Regions from separate parts of the Mus musculus genome. Here regions 2 and 3 are each linked to region 1. A link is a contact called in public Hi-C and HiChIP or PLAC-seq data. All regions are on one chromosome and are shown on one strand. The core of a region is the stretch at or near the end of the contact, and the rest is flanking DNA. Distances in the headings are between cores, read along the strand shown.

Region 1 (3,693 bases), core at 1,194-3,693:
CCTAGTGGAAACAAGTCCGCAGCAAAAATGAGGCAAACGTCGCTTGAGGACGAGCACTAGCCTCCACATACATGTCACAAGCACATCACACACGTGCAAACACACATGAACGCATCCACACGGCATCCAATAGAGGTCATTGTTGTATTCGGCCTGTGAAACTCCTGGCTCTCTGACCGCCGCCATTCCAGATTCACTCACAGCTTGTTAGCAAAGGCTTCTCTAGGACAGGGCGTTCAAGAGCAAGCCAGAATCTCGTCTGGAAGGGACTTAAGTATTCCCAGTAAGAAGCCATAATGGCCCACAGGCTTGGGTTTGTCGCTATGATACCTGGCCATGCCCAACCAATTATCTCTTCACACCCTGCCTACACTTGGCTGGGACTTTAGTCAGATTCTCAACAAAACTCAAGCCCGTGAAGGCAGGAACATGCAGGCCAGTCCGCCAGCCAGGTTCCAACACTTTATCTCTCGCCCATCTCCTCGTTTATGCACCCCCCACAGCCGCTCCCCCGCCCCTCAACTGCTCCCCCACCCCCAGTAGCTCTCCCATCCCCAGCAGATCCCTACCCCCACTACTCGCCCATCCCCAGCGGCTCCCCCACTCCCACGCACTCCCCCACCCCCACGCACTACGCCGAGCCGCCCCTACCCGGACGCCAAGCCACACTCATCCCACTTTCTCCATCCTTCCCCACCCAGAACATTCTTAAGACCTTGTTCCCATGAAGACAATCTCCTTCCCATACCCACCCTGTTTCCCAAGGGGAAGGCTCCTCACTCTCCCACACTCCTGGGGCCCAGGGCAGGAAATAGCAGCGACTGCTTCCTGTTCCCAGTTGCTGCTCCTAGGACATCAATCTTCCTTCCTCGGCACTGTCTTTGACACCCCTGACAGCGCCGTGGCCAAAGTTCCTTTTGAACTTCATATTGACCGGCGTCTCCTGACTCCCATATATGGAGAACATGAAGCCTTGGGCTCACAGTTCCCTCTCACCAGGGCTTTCTACCACACCCCGCACCGCACATTTCTGGCCTCGCCCAGACCTGTACCACCTAGTGAACTTCTCCGCCACTGGCATCATGAGCTGGTGGACCCTCTTGCCCACTGACCTCTCTCCTTCCTTACCTCCATCATCCTCGCTCTCTGCCCTTACCTCTAGTCCCACCAGGAAATGGACAGGGAGCCTGCCTGCCTTGTCACTCCACATCCTCTCTGACCCTAGAGTAGTGGGCCTTGGCTGGCTGTGACCACCATTGGCCCTCTTCCTGACTTCCCACTTTGCTCTAAAGTTTGGTTTTCATCTGAACATCACTTACTACATCATTTGCTTTCTTTAAACACATACACTTCATAATTCCATTAAATACATCAGAGAGCTGACACAGCCCCCTCTGCCTCTGGTCCTCCTTCTCCACTGAGGTTTTGTTTGTTTTGTTTCTGGTGTTTTGTTTTGTTTTGTTTTGTTTTGTTTTGTTTTGTTTTGTTTTGTTTTGTTTTGTTTTGTTTTAATCCTGTTAGCCCATTGTTGAGAGTTGATCTCGTCTTGGTTGTCTTTGCTCTCTGCTTCCTCCTTCTGACCTCCTGTCTCCACTGACCCCTGGGGGCCTGCCTCACTATCCACTGAAATTGCTGGCACAGGATGTCCCTTGTAATGTTAGGAACTGCAGGGCTCTGGACACTCTGGGCCTCTTCGATGACCACGTGACATTTGCGACTATTGTCCTTCCTCACTCCAAGCACCAACCCTCAAGCTTCCAGGGCTCCCCGACGGGTAGCTGGGCTGGAATGTGCCCACTCACAGTTCTGCAGACTTCACATCCCAGAGGCGTGGCATGCCCTCCGCAGCCTAGCACACAGGCAGGGTCCTTCCTGCCCACATCTAAGTAGGGTGCTCTATTTCCCTGGAACATCCTTTCTCATTCTTGAAACTCAGCCCAGAATTTCATTATGGGAAGCTTTCCCTGAAACCCTAGGGTCAAGCAGGGGACCCACGACACAGCTGCTGCCTGGAGGCCTGGAGCTCTGGTCAGCCAATGAAGTGGTAAGAAGTGACTCCAAGTGGCCGCAGGCTAGGCTGCAGAGTTGACCTCCAGGTATCTACTCCTTCAAAGTCCTTCCCCAGCAGGCCCTCTTCCTCCACCTGGCTAAACCTGACTGCGGGTCATCAGGCCTCTCCCACACCTCCTCATTCCCCATTCCCCTGCCCACTGCCCATTATCAGCCACCTCCTTCTCTCCTGCATCCATGCGCCTCTCTGCCTGCCTGCACATGATCCAGCCCTGGCATCCACCCACCCCAAAGGAGCTCGTTCCTCAGCTGGAGGCTTGCAGGCACAGCACCGCAGTGGCATTTAGGCAGGGAGAAGCTGGGGAAGGCCCCTACAGCCCCTGGAAGGCATTCTGGGCTGACACACCCAAAGCAGGGAGGCAGGGCCCTGTCTCAGCAGGGAGCTGAGAGGACAGATCATCCTCACAGGCAGCTGCCGGCAGCTAACCAGAGAGCTCAGCTTGTTCACATTATCACTTCCTCTAGAATGCCTCCTCTCCCACAGAATCATGACAGAATTGCCTCATGGTGCCTGGGGGACTCAACGGGGGTCTTTCTGGAGTAAGTGACCTCCACACTAAGTCGGGAGGCAGATGGATCTTGGGTACTCGTGAGTGCCACTATCATGAGCTGTCCTAGTACTTAGAAATATTTCTGCCTCTTTACCATCTAAACAAAAGAGCAGGAACCTGTAACCCCAGCAGGCAGGCAGGAAGGAGGGAGGGGCATCTTCTACTGCCTACCTAGGTTGAGACTACCCTGGACTACAAGAGGCCAAGTATTGAAAGAAAACTAAGACAAAAACAACCTAGAGACCACAAAAGAGAATGTCAGACAGGTGAGCAAGAACACCTCCCCCACCTCACGCCCCCACGGGCCTTTTGAGAGAAAAAGCCTGAGACCTCAACCAATCTCCCTGAGCACACAGTCTCTTCGATTTGGCAGAGAGGCCTGGAAGCCCTCTAGGGCTGCTGGATGGCTTAAGTAGAACACCTGACAGGAAATGAGCTAGAGACATGGGGTCCCATGCTCCTGCCCAGGCAGCCCCATGATGCTAAGGTGGGACCAAGCTATACTGGGGATCCCTGGTCGGAGGGAACTCTGGCATCCCCTTTGCGTCTCCCAATTGTGAGACGACAGAGGGAGGAGAAAGATCCCTATGGGGTTTGGTTTTGGGAATTTCCCCTCACAGGAACATTTACTGCGGTTGAGCTGAACAAGTGGCTGACGCTTGTTGGTTCACTACCTGCACATTCCGTTTATAAGTCTTACAACCCCCCTCCAGTGGACCGTCCTTTTTACCTTATCCAGCAAAATGCAACACTTCCTCAGACGCTGGTTTACAGACCACATCGCTTGGGTCTATTTCAGTGAAACACTGCTTTGGGATTCTACACCCTTTTCTTCTCGTGTCTTCTCCATGCTGTCCACGAGAGGGAGCCAGCGCGCCTGTTTGTGCCTCTGCTTATAGCGCTGGCTACCAAACAGGCGAAGTAGCTGAGCTCAAACTAATAATCCAGTATTTTCGGAACTCTGGTGAACAGAAATTCTGGAGAACCCTGGAATCTTTGGCAACTTGTTTTAACACAATAGAAATTTGGCAAACATGAAAAGACTTTCAGATCTTTGCCGTCTTGGTTTTCT
Region 2 (3,880 bases), core at 200-2,699, 620 kb after region 1:
TTTCCAGGGACACCTTACTTTCACGGAAGCACATTGTTACACATTCGATTTTCTTAGTAGCCCTGGTTGCTAACCACTCAGTGTGTTTAACTTGTTAATTTGTAAATTAAACTTTGTCCTGAGGATATATGCATAAAGAAAAGAACACAGCTTATATAATTGGGAATTGTAAGTGTTCTTGCTCAGTTCGAAGGGCACCCTGAAACACAGAAGTCCAGGAACCACCCCGCTCTGAGGGGAGGCCTCCTCAGCAGAGGCCTCGCAGTCCGGGGAGGGTATCCCCAGCTGAGCTGAGGAGCCCGGAGTCAGGAGCCTCAGCCCCGCTCCACCTCTTCAGTTCCTCCCATCTTTGTTGCTTCTTGGACTCTTCTGATGAGAGAGTCCCATCAGGCAGCAAATCTCATATTAAAAAAAAAAAAAAAAAAGATTTCTTACAGGGTCCAGGGCATGGAGGGATGAGTCCAGCAGGGAATTGAACAAAGGGCAGGGCTTTCCTAATGGAAGGGCGGGGGGGGGGGGGGGGGGGAGGCACCGTTTTCGCCACAGGATTTCTTAGGGGGCGGGGCTTTTCAGGGCAGAGATTTCCAGATCGAGAACTGGTTGGATTTCAAGTGCTGAGCTTTGGGATTGGTGGGTTTTGTGGAAAGCTCAGGGATCCGCGGTTTTCTTTTGACCCCCTTTTCCCTGTATCAGGCTCATGGGTGGGGATGGGAAGTCCTTCCCGGCCACAGGCCGATTTGGCTGAGGTGCTATCACTGCTAACCTCCTTGGGGAGGCTGCAGAGAAGGTGTTGCCACTGTAGACAGCTCCAGAGGTGGTATTTCACAAAGGCTGTAGGCTGAGGAGATACACTGCTTTGATAGGTGCCACCATTATGACAGATGCTGTCGTTTTGACAGCTGTGGTGGTATCTTATGGTGGCCTCAGGCTGGAGCCGCTGCTTTAACAGCTCTCCTGCTGCTCGGGGGTTACAGGGATCTCAAAATATATCGCTTTCTCTTTCCCCTGTTTTCTCCTCCCCATCTTTCCCTTTCCCTGCTCTGGTGACTGAACCCAGGGCTTTCAGCACACTAGGCAAACCCTCTGTCTCACTGTCACATGCCCTAGTCAAAGGCAAGACTCCTAACCCAGCTAAAGGGCAGGTTCAGAGCCAGGAACGATCGGTAATTAACTACGAAGAGATAAATATGCAGAAAAATATTATCATTCACCCTCACCTAGAAGAGGCCATCGGGCTGGGTGCGATCAACATCCAGCTACTTGAGGGGAAAAAGACTAGGGGCATGTGACAGTGAGACAGAGGATTTGCCTAGTGTGCTGAAAGCCCTGGACTTTCACCAGCGCGGGGAAAGAGGGAAAGATGGGGAGGAGAAAACAGGGGAAAGAGAGAGCGATATATTTTGAGATCCCATGTATGGGGGCTACCTGCCACCAGGGGGCAGATGAGGGCTGGTCCTGGAGATCGGCCACTGGAAGAGGGAGAGGAGATGTCTGTACCTCCTCTCCCCTCAGTGTGTGCTGGAAGATAGCAGTTACAGGCATCTCTTACCTCGTGTGCAGGCCTGCCCTGTCAAGAACTTCAAAACCAGAGGTCCTCAGAGGGCAGGCGCTGTGGTCTGGACGCTGGCTTTTCCAGCTGTGGAAGCTAGCTCATTCTCACAGGTGAGTGAGTTCCTCGCCAGTAGAGATCAGAGGAAATGAGACAACGTTGCTCAGGAACCCTTTATACCAGTGTTCTCAGCCTTCCTAAGACTGTGGCCCTTTCCGCGTTCGCACCAAGACCGTGAAGAAGGCTGCCCGGATCATCATCGAGAAGTACTACACGCGTCTGGGTAATGACTTCCACACCAACAAGCGCGTGTGCGAGGAGATCGCCATTATCCCCAGCAAGAAGCTTCGGAACGAGATAGCCGGATACGTCACGCATCTGATGAAGCGGATTCAGAGAGGTCCTGTGAGAGGCATCTCTATTAAGTTGCAGGAAGGAGAGAGAGAGAGGAGAGATAATTACGTTCCTGAGGTCTCAGCCCTAGATCAGGAGATCATTGAGGTGGATCCCGACACCAAGGAGATGCTGAAGCTTCTGGACTTTGGCAGTCTCTCTAACCTTCAGGTCACTCAGCCTACAGTTGGCATGAATTTCAAAACACGTGGAGCTGTTTAATCTGTTATGCCATATTTTCAATAAACCTGAAAACAAGAAAAAAAAAAAGACTGTGGCCCTTTAATACAGTTCCTCACGTTGTGGTGACCCCAACCATAAAATTGTTTTTATTGCTACTTCATAACTGTAATTTTTCTACTGTTATGAATCATAATGTAAATATCTGTGTCTTAGGCAGTTCCTATGAAAGTTTGACCCCCAGGGGGTCACGACCCATGGTTAAGAACCACTATCTTATACTCAAACATCACCCAGAAGAACCTCCAAGAGGATTTTTCTGTCTATGTGGGTTGTACCTCTGAACATTTACCAATTTAGGAGTGAAAACTAAGAATCTAGAAGATGGTTACTTCTTATAATAATAAAACCACTACACGTGGGTTTATTTAGAAAAATATAGTTTGTGAAACAAAAAAAAATGTTAAGTATGGTACTATTTTACATTTCTGCCATTTATTTGTTTGTTTGTTTGTTTTTACTGTTTAGCTCAATGAAAGACAGATGGAGTCTCCTGTTTGCTTCTGCATTTGTGTCTGCTGTAATATCGACTGCATTTCCCAAAGCACTTAGCTTTCTTCCCATAAGGGGAACACAAGAGTGGAGAGAGTAAGTGCATCTTTTTATGAAATAGTTTTGACCTCACACACCTTTGCCCCTTTTTCTATTAAGTGGATTGTAAAGGGCACCCAGTATTATTTCTGGATAAGAACTGAAATGCTGTTTTATATGGGAAAGGGGTACAATTAGTGGAGACTTAGGACCAAGGGCTGAGAGCCAGCCTGCCCTGAAGTTTAACCACCATGAGAAATGTAGCCTACATAGCCGGGGTGCTAGATAGCAGGGTAGGGAGTAGACTCGGGGGTGCAGGTCAAGGACGGGTCCTTGTACACTGTGAGTGCGGGAATACTTTCAGAGTCTTGAGCAGCAGCTGCTGCACATGAGGAGAATAAGTCCTTTGGGCAAGTTTTGTTTGTATGTATGATCCAGCTAATTTGCTGTGTTCATTTTAGTTTGTCACTCTAAACCAAACACCATGAAGGAGAAAGCATTTATTTTGGCTCACAGTTTCAGAGGGTTCAGTCCATAGTCCTTGGCTTTGCTGATTCTAGCTTGTCATAAGACAGAACATCATGGTGACAGGAGGAGGAAGAGGAAAACACAGTTGGGGAAGGAGAAGAACAGAAGAGACCCTGAACCAGAGTAAGCCAACAGAAAGAATGCAATCTTCCTGTGACATCTTCTTCTACTGAGGCCCCACCTCCTAAAATTTCTATCACTTCACACGACAGCACCACCAACTAAAAACCACGCATTCAACGCATGAGCCTATAGGGAGTGTTTCAGGTGCAGTTCATAGTGGAACCCACTTGGGTTCTCATCAATCAAAAGTATTCTGAAATAGTGTCCCCCACCCGTCATCTCCCCATCCCAAGGTCCACTCAGTCTCTCTGTGCTGAACACACAGGTCAGCATTAAAAGGAAGTGTGTGCCAAGCATGGTGGTGCCGAGGGAGGACAAGAGGGCCCACCTTGGGCTGGATCAAGACAGAATTGCAAAGGGAGGAAAAAGATCACAGCTTAGAAACTTTCCTTTTGGGGGCTGGTGGGATGGCTCAGTGGTTAAGAGCACCCGACTGCTCCTCCGAAGGTCCGGAGTTCAAATCCCAGCAACCACATGGTGGCTCACAACCATCCGTAACGAGATCTGACTCCCTCT
Region 3 (3,837 bases), core at 839-3,338, 720 kb after region 1:
AGACTGCTGTTACTTTTGAACTGAATTTTCATTTTATTTGTCCTATAGTGGCTCACACCTTTAATCCCAGCACTTGGGGGTAGGTGGGTTTTTTTTTTTTTTTAACTTTATTTTGGTGCTTAGAGAGTAAGTAAAATTTATAATTTATTTTCTATTAGTGGTTTTTATTTTGAAGACTATACTAAAGTACTCTGAAAAGGCACATCTGATATCTTCCTCTGTTACCTGACATGTCCAGGTCTTAATCATAGCCTTTTCTAACTTGTAAGCTTTCTGTCACTAAGTTGAATGCTATTCTTCATTAATGTGAACCGTACAAATTAGATCTTGAATGTGTCAAATGGTAATCGGATATAATTCTCTGCTTCAGAATTAATAAAGAGAATGTGTGAGTCTTCCATGGTGCCACTTCCTCAAGGACTGAAGCTTTGCTTCTGTTTCCATTCAGGAATAAAACTCTTTCTCTTGAACAGTCGTAATAATAATTTGCTGCTGAAGTAGCTACAGCAGGTATGTGGTAGGTATGTGGAATCAGTAAATGAGATGATTTTCAGACTTTCCCACATTTTCATAGACGTTACACAATTGGGAACCCTGTTACTTTTAAACAAACACACTGTACGGGCCACTGCCTGCATCGTTTACGGAAACTGGTTATTTTACTTGTCAGTACAATGTAGCTTGGTTACTGAGCCCTCTGAAGTTATAAAATGCATGAATTAAAAGAAGCATCTTCATTTACAAAATCAGGAGTGTGGCTGAGTTTTATAACGTAAAGCCTTCTTGAGGTCTAAGCTCACGAGGTAGCTCCTGTAACCAGCTAAGTCCGTGTATACGATCCCTTGTTTGATCAAATGATGCTACGTGGTTTTGTTGGCCATATAGCATTTTCATTGACTAAAATAATCAAATTTTAGAAAATGTCCTTCTTTATAGACAGAACCAGTTCTCATGGGCCAGGCAGCGCTGAAACCTGTGGCCTCCTGCTTTGGCCTTCTGAGTGTGGATCATGGCCAAGTGGCCACGTCTTGCTGTTTGTGTAGTTTTTCTTTTACTTCTTTGTGTAGCCTTGGGTGGCCTGGTACTTACACTGTGGACCACACCTATCTTGAGCTAATGGCAGTTCTTCTTGTTTTATCCTTTAAAATGCTCTGGTTACAAGCATGGGCCACTGTGTCTGACTTTGAAATATCGTTTTGTTATGTTTTGTTTCTTTTTGAGATGGGGTTTCTTTCTGAAGACCATGCTGGCATCAAACTCAGAGATTCATCTGTCTCTGCCTCTCAAGTACTGAGATTAAAGGTGTGTGGTATCCTGCCTGGCTTTAAAATATGTTTTTAAGGGTTGGAGAGATGGCTCAGTGATTAAGAACACTAGTTGCTCTTCTACAGGACCTGAGTTCAATTCCTGGCACTGACAAGATGGCTCACAACCATCCATATCTTCAATTCTCAGGGATCCGTAGTCGTCGTCTAATTGCCTTTGTTCATGCAAGCACACAGGTAAATGTGCAGGCAAAACAGTCACATAAAATAAAAAAATAAATCTTAAAAAAAAGTATTGAGCCCCATTCAATCCCTAATATCACTCCTTACCCAAAAAAGAAAAACAAACAAACAAACAAACTGTAACAGTAGACCCAGGCTTGGTGGGGAGACATGGCTCAGCAGTTAAGAGGACTGACTGCTCTTCCAGAGTAGCTGAGGTTCAGTTCTCAACACTCACATGGCAGCTCATTCCCGTCTATAACTCTGGTTCCAGGGCATCTGACACTCTCACACAAACATACGTTCAGGCAAAAACATTAATAAACATATAGTAAAAATAAATTATATACACACAAACACACATACACAGAGCCAGGCTTAAGATTTCTTGTCAAAACAAACAAAAGCAGAGAAAAACTTAAAAAGAAAGTCAAAGAAAAATTCATGCATTATTTCCTTTTAAAGGGAGCTTGGCTTTGGGACCCTCTTTTGTAGTCATTCATGTTGTAGTGTCTGAATGCAGTAGAATATACTCACTCAGAGTAGCGTGGCTTGAAGGATTGGCTTTATCCCATTTACTTCCTTTTATTTAGGGAGATGGACAAGGGTGTGTACTGAAAGGCTATACTTTAAAGATCACCCTTCATGGCCTCTAAAAATGAACAGTGAGCCTTCACCATTGTCTTTGTTGTTGGTTTTCTTTGTGTTTTGCTTTAAGACTGTGTCTCATGTGATCCAGTTTGGCCTTGAACTCTTGATCCTCCTGCCACCTTAGGATTGCAGGACTATAGGATTTAAGAACCTTTAAAAATTAGAAGGTAAAACCCGGCACTTGGGGGCCAGAGGCAGGTGGATCTCTGAGTTTGAGGCCAGGCTGGTCTACAGAGAGAGTTCTAGGACAGCCAGGGCTACACAGGTCAAACAAAGAAACAAATAAAATAAATACATTAGAAGGTGGCTAGGTGTGGTGGCATGTGTCTTCAGACCTAGCCTTGGCAAGGGGAGGGAGGAGGATGAAAAGTTCAGTTACCTGGTGTGTTCAAGGTCGGTCTGGGCCTCAAGAGAGTCTGTCCCAAAAAATAGGCTCAGAGTTTGCCTGTTATATAAATTTGTTAGAATTCAGCCTTACTCTTTCTTTAATTATTAGCAATTATGGCAGCCTTATGATAATGTTCAACTTTCAATGCGAACCTGAAATGTTGGTGGCCTCATAATAGGACCTATTTAAACAAATGAATCCTACACAGAAATGTCTAATCAGTTTTGAAGATAGAGAGTACTGATCTCTCGAGTGTGAGTTTTTTTATGCATAAATGCTTTTCTGACTGCTGGGACTGAACTATGTACTCTGCGCATGCTCAACACAGGCGCTGCCACTGAACTACAGCCCCCACCCCCCACAAAAGAAGCAACTCTTTTTGTTTTAGGATTTATTTTTAATTACCATGTGTGTTACTTTAGGTGTGTGCACGGAGGCTAGAAGCCTGGAGCTGGAGTTCAGGTGGTTAGGAACTGATTGACACGGTACTGGGAACTTATTTGTTCTGAACTGTTGAGCCGTCTCTCCAGCCTGCTCCCAGGAATCAACTTAAAAAACAAAACAAAACACCCAACGACTTACCTGTTTGTTCAGTCGCCACTGAACTGAAACAGCAGCTTGATTCATTCCCTGCTTTTGAATTTTTTTAGGATGATTTGTGTGATAGTGTGAGTAAGCCTTTAACACTGAATGCTTACTTTTAATATATCAAATAATCAAAATATCCCACCTTTTAAGTATGGTTTCCCACAAGTCTTTGTTGAAAAGTTGTTTTCAATTTTCTTACTATTTCTGAATGATTACACTCATTTGTGTGTGTGTGCATGTGTGTGCGTGTACATACATGTGCATGTGTGCATATGCATGTGCTTGTGACATCTTTCTGAGTTTTTTTCTTGACCATATTAATTTTTCCTTCAGCGCTCTGTGCGTTTGCCGATGTAGACCATGTAGAGATAAAGCTTTCTCTTATTTTAGACTGCTATATTGGACCAATGGAGAAGCCTTTTCTATAGAAAGATTTTCTTTGTTTTATAGAAAGATAAGCATTGATCATCTCACCTGCAGTTTACCTAAAGTTTAAAGACCACACTGTAAACCTAAGACATGGCTCAAAGTACTCGAGAGAGACGGCAACAGAAAAAATATTAACATCTTTATTATTTACTGAATATTTTTGGGGGGTGTGTGTGTGGTACAGCCTTTTTTTTCCCCCTCTGTTGATGTCACTGTAAAGTGTCTCAGACATGGACTTTGTTTTGCTCCATGCCAAGTGATTGCTGAATTTATAAGGAGCTTTCTTTTCTAAGT

What was found. A called contact is a pair of places that touch in the nucleus more often than the background predicts. HiChIP or PLAC-seq counts read pairs in DNA pulled down with a chosen protein or histone mark.
Region 2: a Hi-C map of the N1E-115 cell line shows a contact between it and region 1, with 4 times the contacts expected there. The contact joins two enhancer-like sites. A contact is called at or near these places in 9 of 484 Hi-C or Micro-C datasets (the C2C12 cell line, the G1E-ER4 cell line, the N1E-115 cell line and 3 more), 1 of 115 datasets of contacts at active chromatin or transcription factors (embryonic stem cells) and 1 of 9 other capture datasets (embryonic stem cells).
Region 3: a contact with region 1 is called in an H3K4me3 HiChIP or PLAC-seq map of embryonic stem cells, with 3 times the contacts expected there. The contact joins two enhancer-like sites. A contact is called at or near these places in 1 of 39 promoter capture datasets (hippocampal neurons) and 3 of 115 datasets of contacts at active chromatin or transcription factors (embryonic stem cells, microglia and pancreatic cancer cells).

Annotation. Positions count from the first base shown.
Region 1 is chr11:19,827,353-19,831,045 of GRCm38.p6, forward strand. No RefSeq gene overlaps it. Among named protein-coding and RNA genes, the nearest start is that of Gm39602, 86 kb to the left of the region's middle. Within about 2 kb of position 2,444, at least 77 of the 459 cell types and tissues checked have an H3K27ac peak or open chromatin away from gene starts, as enhancers often do. A contact at or near this core is called in the N1E-115 cell line and embryonic stem cells, where this site is marked.
Region 2 is chr11:20,444,647-20,448,526 of GRCm38.p6, forward strand. It overlaps the pseudogene Gm12034. Among named protein-coding and RNA genes, the nearest start is that of Gm39606, 6.5 kb to the right of the region's middle. Within about 2 kb of position 1,450, at least 35 of the 459 cell types and tissues checked have an H3K27ac peak or open chromatin away from gene starts, as enhancers often do. A contact at or near this core is called in the N1E-115 cell line, where this site is marked.
Region 3 is chr11:20,547,488-20,551,324 of GRCm38.p6, forward strand. It overlaps a transcript of Sertad2 not described here. Among named protein-coding and RNA genes, the nearest start is that of Gm32142, 71 kb to the left of the region's middle. Within about 2 kb of position 2,089, at least 8 of the 459 cell types and tissues checked have an H3K27ac peak or open chromatin away from gene starts, as enhancers often do. A contact at or near this core is called in embryonic stem cells, where this site is marked.